2 separate regions of the Gossypium hirsutum genome follow, and region 2 is linked to region 1. Evidence: chromatin contacts called from public Hi-C data. All regions are on one chromosome and are shown on one strand. Each heading gives the region's core, a stretch centred on a gene start, on an enhancer-like site or on the middle of the called end of the contact. The rest is flanking DNA. Distances are from core to core; before and after follow the strand shown. Region 1 holds the start of LOC107938095 (probable protein S-acyltransferase 7). Region 2 holds the start of LOC107888838 (membrane-anchored ubiquitin-fold protein 4).

Region 1 (3,859 bases), core at 834-3,333:
TATATATAGAGATTTAAAGTCATCTAACATACTATTAGGTGAGGGATTCAACCCAAAACTCTCTGATTTCGGGCTTGCAAAGTTCGGTCCGAGTGGAGATAAATCACATGTTTCCACCAGGATCATGGGAACCCACGGTTACTGTGCCCCTGAGTACCTCACTAGTGGAAAATTGACTATGAAGTCTGACATCTTTAGTTTTGGGGTAGTCTTATTGGAGCTGATAACGGGACGTAAAGCTCTTGATGATAGCCGTGCTCGTGAAGAACGATTCCTTGTTGATTGGGTAATATTTTGTTTAAGATCTGGCAGAAACTGTTTGATTCTCAAAGAAATGCCATTGATATATTCTAGTCTCTTTGAGGATCAATATCTAAATGAAATATACCGATCCTAGGAACTCCATTACATCAAATTGTTTCTCTAAGTAACCGTTCATTCCATTTTTTTTCCAGGCACGACCGATGTTGAAAGATGGAATGAACATTCTGAACTTAGCGGATCCATTGCTGAGAGGTCACTTCTCCAAGTCAACCATGAAGAAAGCTCTAGAGGTGGCCTTCCTATGCATCCAAGAAAATGCAAATTGCAGGCCCTCTATTGGTGATATAGTGCTTGCTCTTGATTATTTGACATCCCATCCATATAGCGCACATGAAGCTAAAAGGGTCAGTGTGAAAGGGCCGGAGAACAATGAGTCTCCGAGGGAAACAACCAGGATGTTAGACCGGGATTTTAACAGGGAACGAGCGGTGGCTGAGGCCAAGATGTGGGGGGAGAGTTGGAGGGAGAAAAGACTACAAAGTGCAGAAAATAGTTCGGATGGATCGAACACGTAAAGGGTACTTTCATCTCTAATGTTTTAGAACATGTCAAGTACAGAAAGGAAGTTAGTAAGAAGAAAGACTTTGTATATTCAGTTGAAAGCAGCAATGGATTCCCAAAAACCTATATGTAGTTTTTCCTTTGAAACAGCAATAATAATGAGTTTAGCATTTGTTTTGATAATGTGGCTCCTCCAGTTTGAAGAACAATGGAATATGGAAGAGTTAAATTGGGTGCGTTTATAAAACCTGATTCATATTAATATTATAATAGTTGGACTAAAATACATGTGTAATTCTTAAAAAAGAAAAAACCCAAAAGTTGTTGCAAAAAAGGTCCCACCGGGAGTCGAACCAGGTCGCTGGATTCAAAGTCCAGAGTGCTAACCACTACACCATGGCACCACCTGTGCTCAAGTTCATCTCACAAATTTACTATTATTTTTAGTTTGAAGAACAAATAACTCGACCATCAATCGACGTAATCATTTCACTGCGTGAAAGCACTTGAATAACCTTGCTTTCTTTTCATTTTCTTACCATTGCAAGAACCCTCCGAAAGCTTTCAATTTGATCTGCCAACTTTGTTGCTTTTTGTTTTCGATGGGCGTTTGCAGCTAATTATGAGAAAGATATGATGCTATACAAATTGCACTTAAACTAAACCCTAAAGCAGAAATTAAAAAAAGCCCACTCTATTAAATTCAACACTTTACTTTCGCAAATTCCGATGCTTTTATTTTCTAAAAAATTCATTATTTTTTGTATTGGTTATTTAGGGTAACGAGGGTGCAATCATAATGTTGCATGCATTTTTTCTCCGAAAGAGGCTCTCTTCGATTTCATTAAATAATTTTTTTTATCTCATAGGTATTCGATTTTTTAAAAATATTTTTAGCATCTAGAGTTTTTAAAATGAGATTTTGTTTTAAAGTATAAATTTTAGTTAAAAGGTTTAGTCGATCCAACAAGTATCCGAGATGTTTAATTATTTATTTTTAATGTAAAAACAGTGGTTAATGTAGAAAACCGGGACTTGTTGAAATCAAATTTATTTTTAATATTTTAATTTGTTTTTTAGCGAAACCAATTCATTCTTTTGTTACTAGTGTTTCTAAAGAAATTTACTGCTTCCATTTAAATAACTAGGAATTAAAACCTCTTTTAATATAATATTTTAATTTGTTGTTTATAAACAAAATAAAATAATGAGTAGTAGTGATTTTATATATTATATACTTATAATTATTAGTTTGGTGAAGAAATTTAAGCGTAATGCGATGCAACTCAAATTTCAACGAAGAAACAAAATAAAAGAAAAAGGAAGGGAAAACCCACATAGCCCCCAACCATCGTCCCTTTTCCTCTACTTTCAGTACTTTGTTGGAAAGAGGCTCATGACTTGTCGCCTACCCTTCCCCGACTCGCTATTACTCAGTTAACTCGCCCTCCCTTCACTCACTCCCACCATGGCATTCCATTTTTCTGCTTAAAAGCTCTTTCCTTTCCTTTTTTGTTTTTTTTTCCTCAAATCTCATCTTTTGAAGTAAATTATTTTTATCATTATTCTTTAGAGTAAAAGGGAGAGTAAAAGGGAGAGATGTATATGGTGCCGCCACCCCAGCGATCGGATCCGGGTTCCATCGGCGGCGGGTCGGGTGATTTACGGGTTTACCAAGCTTGGAAAGGCAGCAATGTAAGCTTTCCTGGTTTTATTCCTTTTTTCTAGACTTCAAAATCCTTCATTTCCCCCTTTTCTGTTCTATTTGTACTGTAATTTCCATCACAAGTAATAATTAAAAGGACTACATTTTTATCCATGAATTTCAAGGCATTAAACTTATGATTTCTTGTTTATTGTTTGCAGATATTTTTATTTCAAGGGAGGTTTATATTTGGACCGGATGTAAGATCATTAGGGCTGACTATTTTGCTTATAGTAGCTCCAGTTTCCATTTTCTGTGTTTTTGTTGCAAGGAAATTGATGGATGATTTTTCTCATCACTTGGGTAATTTAATTATGGTGGTTGCTGTTGTCTTCACTGTCTATGTAAGTCCCTTTACAAATTTTTCATGTTTGAATGAATTGCTATCTTTGGACAAAAAAACGTTTGATTACATGTTAGGAAGATGATGGTATTATGGTGAGTCCCACTGAGGTGGGATTTCTTTGAGGGATGAACCGTGAATTATCTTGCCTTTAACATTATTTATATTTTCCATGTAGTGTTAATTCATGATGTTTACCATTGTTAAGGTTAGTGATAAACCCCCTTTTGTTCTTGGCTAGATATCAACTCTGAATTCATAATTTGCTATGATCATAGCTTATATGGTCTCCTTTCCTCCGTTTGCGTACTCTTATGGCAGTTTAGTATAGAATTAATAGTAGGATTGCAGCATCGATCTAGATGGCATTTATGAATGTTTTGGAAGGTCCAAAATGGTGTCTTGCATGTAGGAAACAAATCCCCCATGGCATTTATTAGAGTTTTGGAGAATCTATATGATTTCTTTAAAACAGATCTTGAAGCTCATACATGTGTTTGTTTCTTCTTTCAGGATTTACTTCTTCTATTGCTAACATCCGGAAGAGATCCTGGTATAATTCCGCGCAATGCACACCCTCCTGAGCCAGAAAGTTTTGATGGAAATGTAGATGTTGGGGCTGGTCAAACTCCACAGTTACGATTGCCACGTATTAAGGAAGTGGAGGTCAATGGAATCACTGTGAAGATCAAATATTGTGACACTTGCATGCTTTATAGGCCTCCTCGCTGCTCACACTGTTCAATCTGCAATAACTGTGTAGAACGATTTGATCACCACTGTCCTTGGGTTGGGCAATGTATCGGACTGGTACATCACCATTTTCTTTAGGCTACATGGATATGAAGCCTAAACAATGATCTTCATAGTTCATATCCGTCTAGGAACTTAAATTAGCATGTACCTGTTCTTTGCTGCATAATTTTCATATTAAGAGTGGTTGGAAATTGAAATTGCTGTGAAACATGTTTTTCCGATTTCCTCTT
Region 2 (3,612 bases), core at 268-2,767, 570 kb before region 1:
GAAGCAGGCGAGTATCGAAATGGACCCATATCTGATCCATCATACAACCGAAACTTAATCTCTACCACCTCCTCCTCCGGCATTTCAATTTCCAAAATTATCCACCAAAATCAAAACCCTTGCCTTCTTTTCCAAAAAAAAAAAAAAAAAACCTCTCAAGTTCACCACTACATACAATTTATTTTTATTCTCTGTTTGGGTTTCCCTAGAAAATGAAAGAAAAAGTAACAGATTCCAAAATCACACCTCACTCCACCCTAACTCTTGGGGTATTTTTCGTTGTAATTACATACATGAAACGATAAAAAGAGATTGAAATTTTAGAAAGAAAAAAAAAAACCTAAACCGACAACTAAAACTACAACAGGACTTTAAATATATATACCTTTCGAAAAAAAGTTGTTACAAAAAAGAAAAAAGATGAAATGAATTGCGGAGCTCTTTTCTCTTCTCTTGAGGGTGATATATATATACACGAGGGAGACTACAAAAGATTCAAAGAATTGGTTAAACTTTCAAGAGAACCCAGATTAGACCCGATCTTCACGCTTTCTCTTTTTTAATCTTTGAGTTGTTTATTTTTATGTTTCCATTTGCAAATGCAGAGGGGAGAGACATGGAGGTATCGTAAATAGTGAGTTAGGAGGGATGGATATTAGAGAGGGCGTGGCGTATTTTGGTTGGTGACTGGAAAAGAAAAAAGCTGAAAAAACATGGTAAATACAAGGACTAGGAAAGTCCCTTTGACCATAATTTAAGCTTCGAACATAAACGCGTGTCCCTTTTTATTATAACTAGACCAGCAAACGAGAGAAAGGGAGTCTCGAAGCAATCGTGAGAGAGATGGGTCACAGAAAACCTTACGAACGCTAAGTTATTAGTGCTCGTGAAGACTGGAAAAGTTTAAAGTCAAATGTTGTGGAAGCAATCCAGAGCCTTGAGTGCGGAGGTTGGTCGTCATTAGAGCTTTCAAGGATGAGCACGATGTGAAGCCGCAAGTGTTAAGGCTGGGTGTCGTGTCATAAGGCAAAGATCAATTGGGCAGCATGAGAGAATGTGAAAGCAAGTAGATTTGAAAAGAAGTCCAACCCCTCATATACAAAAGTGCAATGGAAAGAGTGCAGAGAGCGCCAACATCATGGAGGCAAAAGAACTGAGAGTGATGGTTTCTCCAAGTGCAGTAACGGTCAAGAAAAATTGAGCATAGAAGACTTGGCCTGAAGGCCTGAGGAGTCACTCACATAGAAGATGTCGATCGAGGGACCAAGTGCGGCATTCCCCTAGCAACAAGTGCACCATTAGATTGAGTAGGGGAGAATGTCAAGGGCACCCCCAAGTGCTACAGCAAGTCTAGAATGGTGCACACTCGATAAAAATAAGTTCACTCATAATGATTTTGAGATTAACCACGCTTTTATTTCACTTGTTTTACTTTTATTCACTCAATTTTTTAATATATTTAACAAGAGTCTATATACATCATATCAAACAATCTATTCTCTTTTCTCTCAAGAATAATTTGAAACAATCAAACTCTTTCTACTTAACCCTCAACATCCATGACCCAACATCCATTTCATAGTGCATTTTAAGATCAAGGACAAAGATGTTATAGTATTCCCAAAGGCCAATCATGAGATGGTTGTAATTACATACTTATTTTACCTTGTTTATTAATATAAGGCATTGTCATTATCATTTCAATTTTTTTCTATGTATATAAATAAATTGAATTGTAATAAATTCCTAAGAAAATATGATTATTGTTAAAGGTTATTTTGTCAAGTATTATTGTGGGTTTGGAAAACAATAATGCATTGAGACTAATGTGTAGTTGATTGATGACAAACTGTTGTCATTGATATAGGAATGTCAAAATCAATACAGAACAACATATTGGATTGACCTACTATGAGTATGTTTCTTGGATTATTTTTGTAACCCCTTAAACCCGGCTCAGATGTTATGGCTGAATCTTGAGAATCACATTGACCAAGTCATTGGCAAAGAAAACTCTTTTTCATATTTTCTTAAAAATCATTGTATTTAAAATGTCCTTTTATTTCGCTTGAAGAAAAAGAATCAAAATATCAATCTTACATCCCTTCTTTAAGAGTAATTTGTCGAAAATAATCTATTGTTAGAAAAGTTTGAGTATCATGATTTTGATTATAAAACATCATATTTAAAAAGAATGACGCAGCAGAAAATCTCTTTAACTAAAATTTGTTCATCATTTTGTAAAACGTAGATTAAATATATATATTTAAACCTTCAGTTACTTGGAGCACGTCATTTTGAGTTTTAAAAATAGAGTATCGAGTTTAACAAAATCACTATCTTTGAGTGGTTTTGTAACAGCTCATTTTTAGTGAAATCGGAACAGTGGTTTAGGGACCACAAATCCGAGCCAGAAAGAAAATTTTTTAAATATTATTGCACGGTCTGCATTATGATAGAAATGTCATATGAAAATTCTGATAAGAAAATTTTACCGATCATGTGTTTAATTAATGAAAGGACCAAATTGCATAGAATGCAAAAGTTGAGTTCTAGTAGCTAGAAGGATTAAATAGCTATGGAATTAAAAATTTGAGGTCCTTATATGATAATTAGACCATTAAAGAAAAGTTAGTAGATATTTTTGGTGATTCATCCATGGAAAAATTAGAAAAGACTAAGGACTAAATTAGAAATCAAAATAATTAAAGATGATAAATAATTAAATAGAAATATCATCTTATTTTATTATCATATTCATCCCCAAATTTCATGGGAGCCCTAGGAGAGAGAGAAGAAACTAATCAAGCTTAATTGGGTAAGTATTTCTGTCCCGTTTTTAGTAATTTTTATAATTTTGAGATCGGGATAGTTTAATCTATCTATTTTGAGGACTAATTTAAAAAGTTATCAAAGTAAAGATGGATGAATATGTTGAAAATTTGAAATTTATGGTAGAAAATGAAAAGTTACTGATAGATAAACAACTTTTACAAAGAGAATTTTTATGAAATCATGATTTAGGGACTACATTGAAAAGTGGAAAAATCCATGGAAAAATTCTGAGTTTTGTGAAATATAAGTACTATAAATGTTATATGAAAATTTGGTTAGGCTTGAAATAAGGATTAAATTTCATGAATTTCATTTTTCGAGCCTAGGGACGAAATTGGAATTTATGGAAAGTTTGAGGGCAAAATGGTAATATTTCCTAGGGTGTAAATTGAATTCAATTGAATATGAAATGAATTAAATTGATGATTAAATTCATTTATATAGATCCAGACAACTCAAATTCGAAGCTAGATCGAGGAAAAGAAAAAGTTTCGGATTAGAAGAATTTCTTGTACGGACGATTATTAAGGTAAGTTAGTGTAACCGAATTGTGTATATTTATATGCTTGTATTGAATGTGTTACGTGATTGTATGAATTATAAATGTTTAAAGTATGAAATAAATTATATGCTTCATATAGCTTGAATAAATGTGAAGTTCCGTTTGAATAATGAAATTTGATAGATATATGTAATTTCCTAATTTGAATGTGATCCTGCATATGTTGCAGATAGGATTTAGCTTAGACGAGTAATCCTAATAAAGCCCTCTCGAGC

Evidence for each region. Hi-C and Micro-C count contacts between places; a contact is called where the count stands out from the background.
Region 2: a contact with region 1 is called in a Hi-C map of leaf, with 2.5 times the contacts expected there. The contact joins the promoter of LOC107888838 here to the promoter of LOC107938095 in region 1. A contact is called at or near these places in 5 of 34 Hi-C or Micro-C datasets (callus and leaf).

What each region holds. Positions count from the first base shown.
Region 1 is chrA09:30,760,499-30,764,357 of Gossypium_hirsutum_v2.1, reverse strand. It overlaps LOC107938095 (probable protein S-acyltransferase 7), which reads left to right and starts at 2,083. Exons shown (of 5, transcript XM_016871161.2): 1 at 2,083-2,520; 2 at 2,692-2,874; 3 at 3,387-3,683. The coding sequence starts at 2,425. LOC107938096 (serine/threonine-protein kinase PBS1) reads left to right here. Exons shown (of 6, transcript XM_016871165.2): 5 at 1-286; 6 at 456-1,008. The coding sequence ends at 839.
Region 2 is chrA09:31,334,138-31,337,749 of Gossypium_hirsutum_v2.1, reverse strand. LOC107888838 (membrane-anchored ubiquitin-fold protein 4) reads right to left here and starts at 1,517. Exons shown (of 3, transcript XM_016813080.2): 1 at 1-1,517. The coding sequence starts at 83.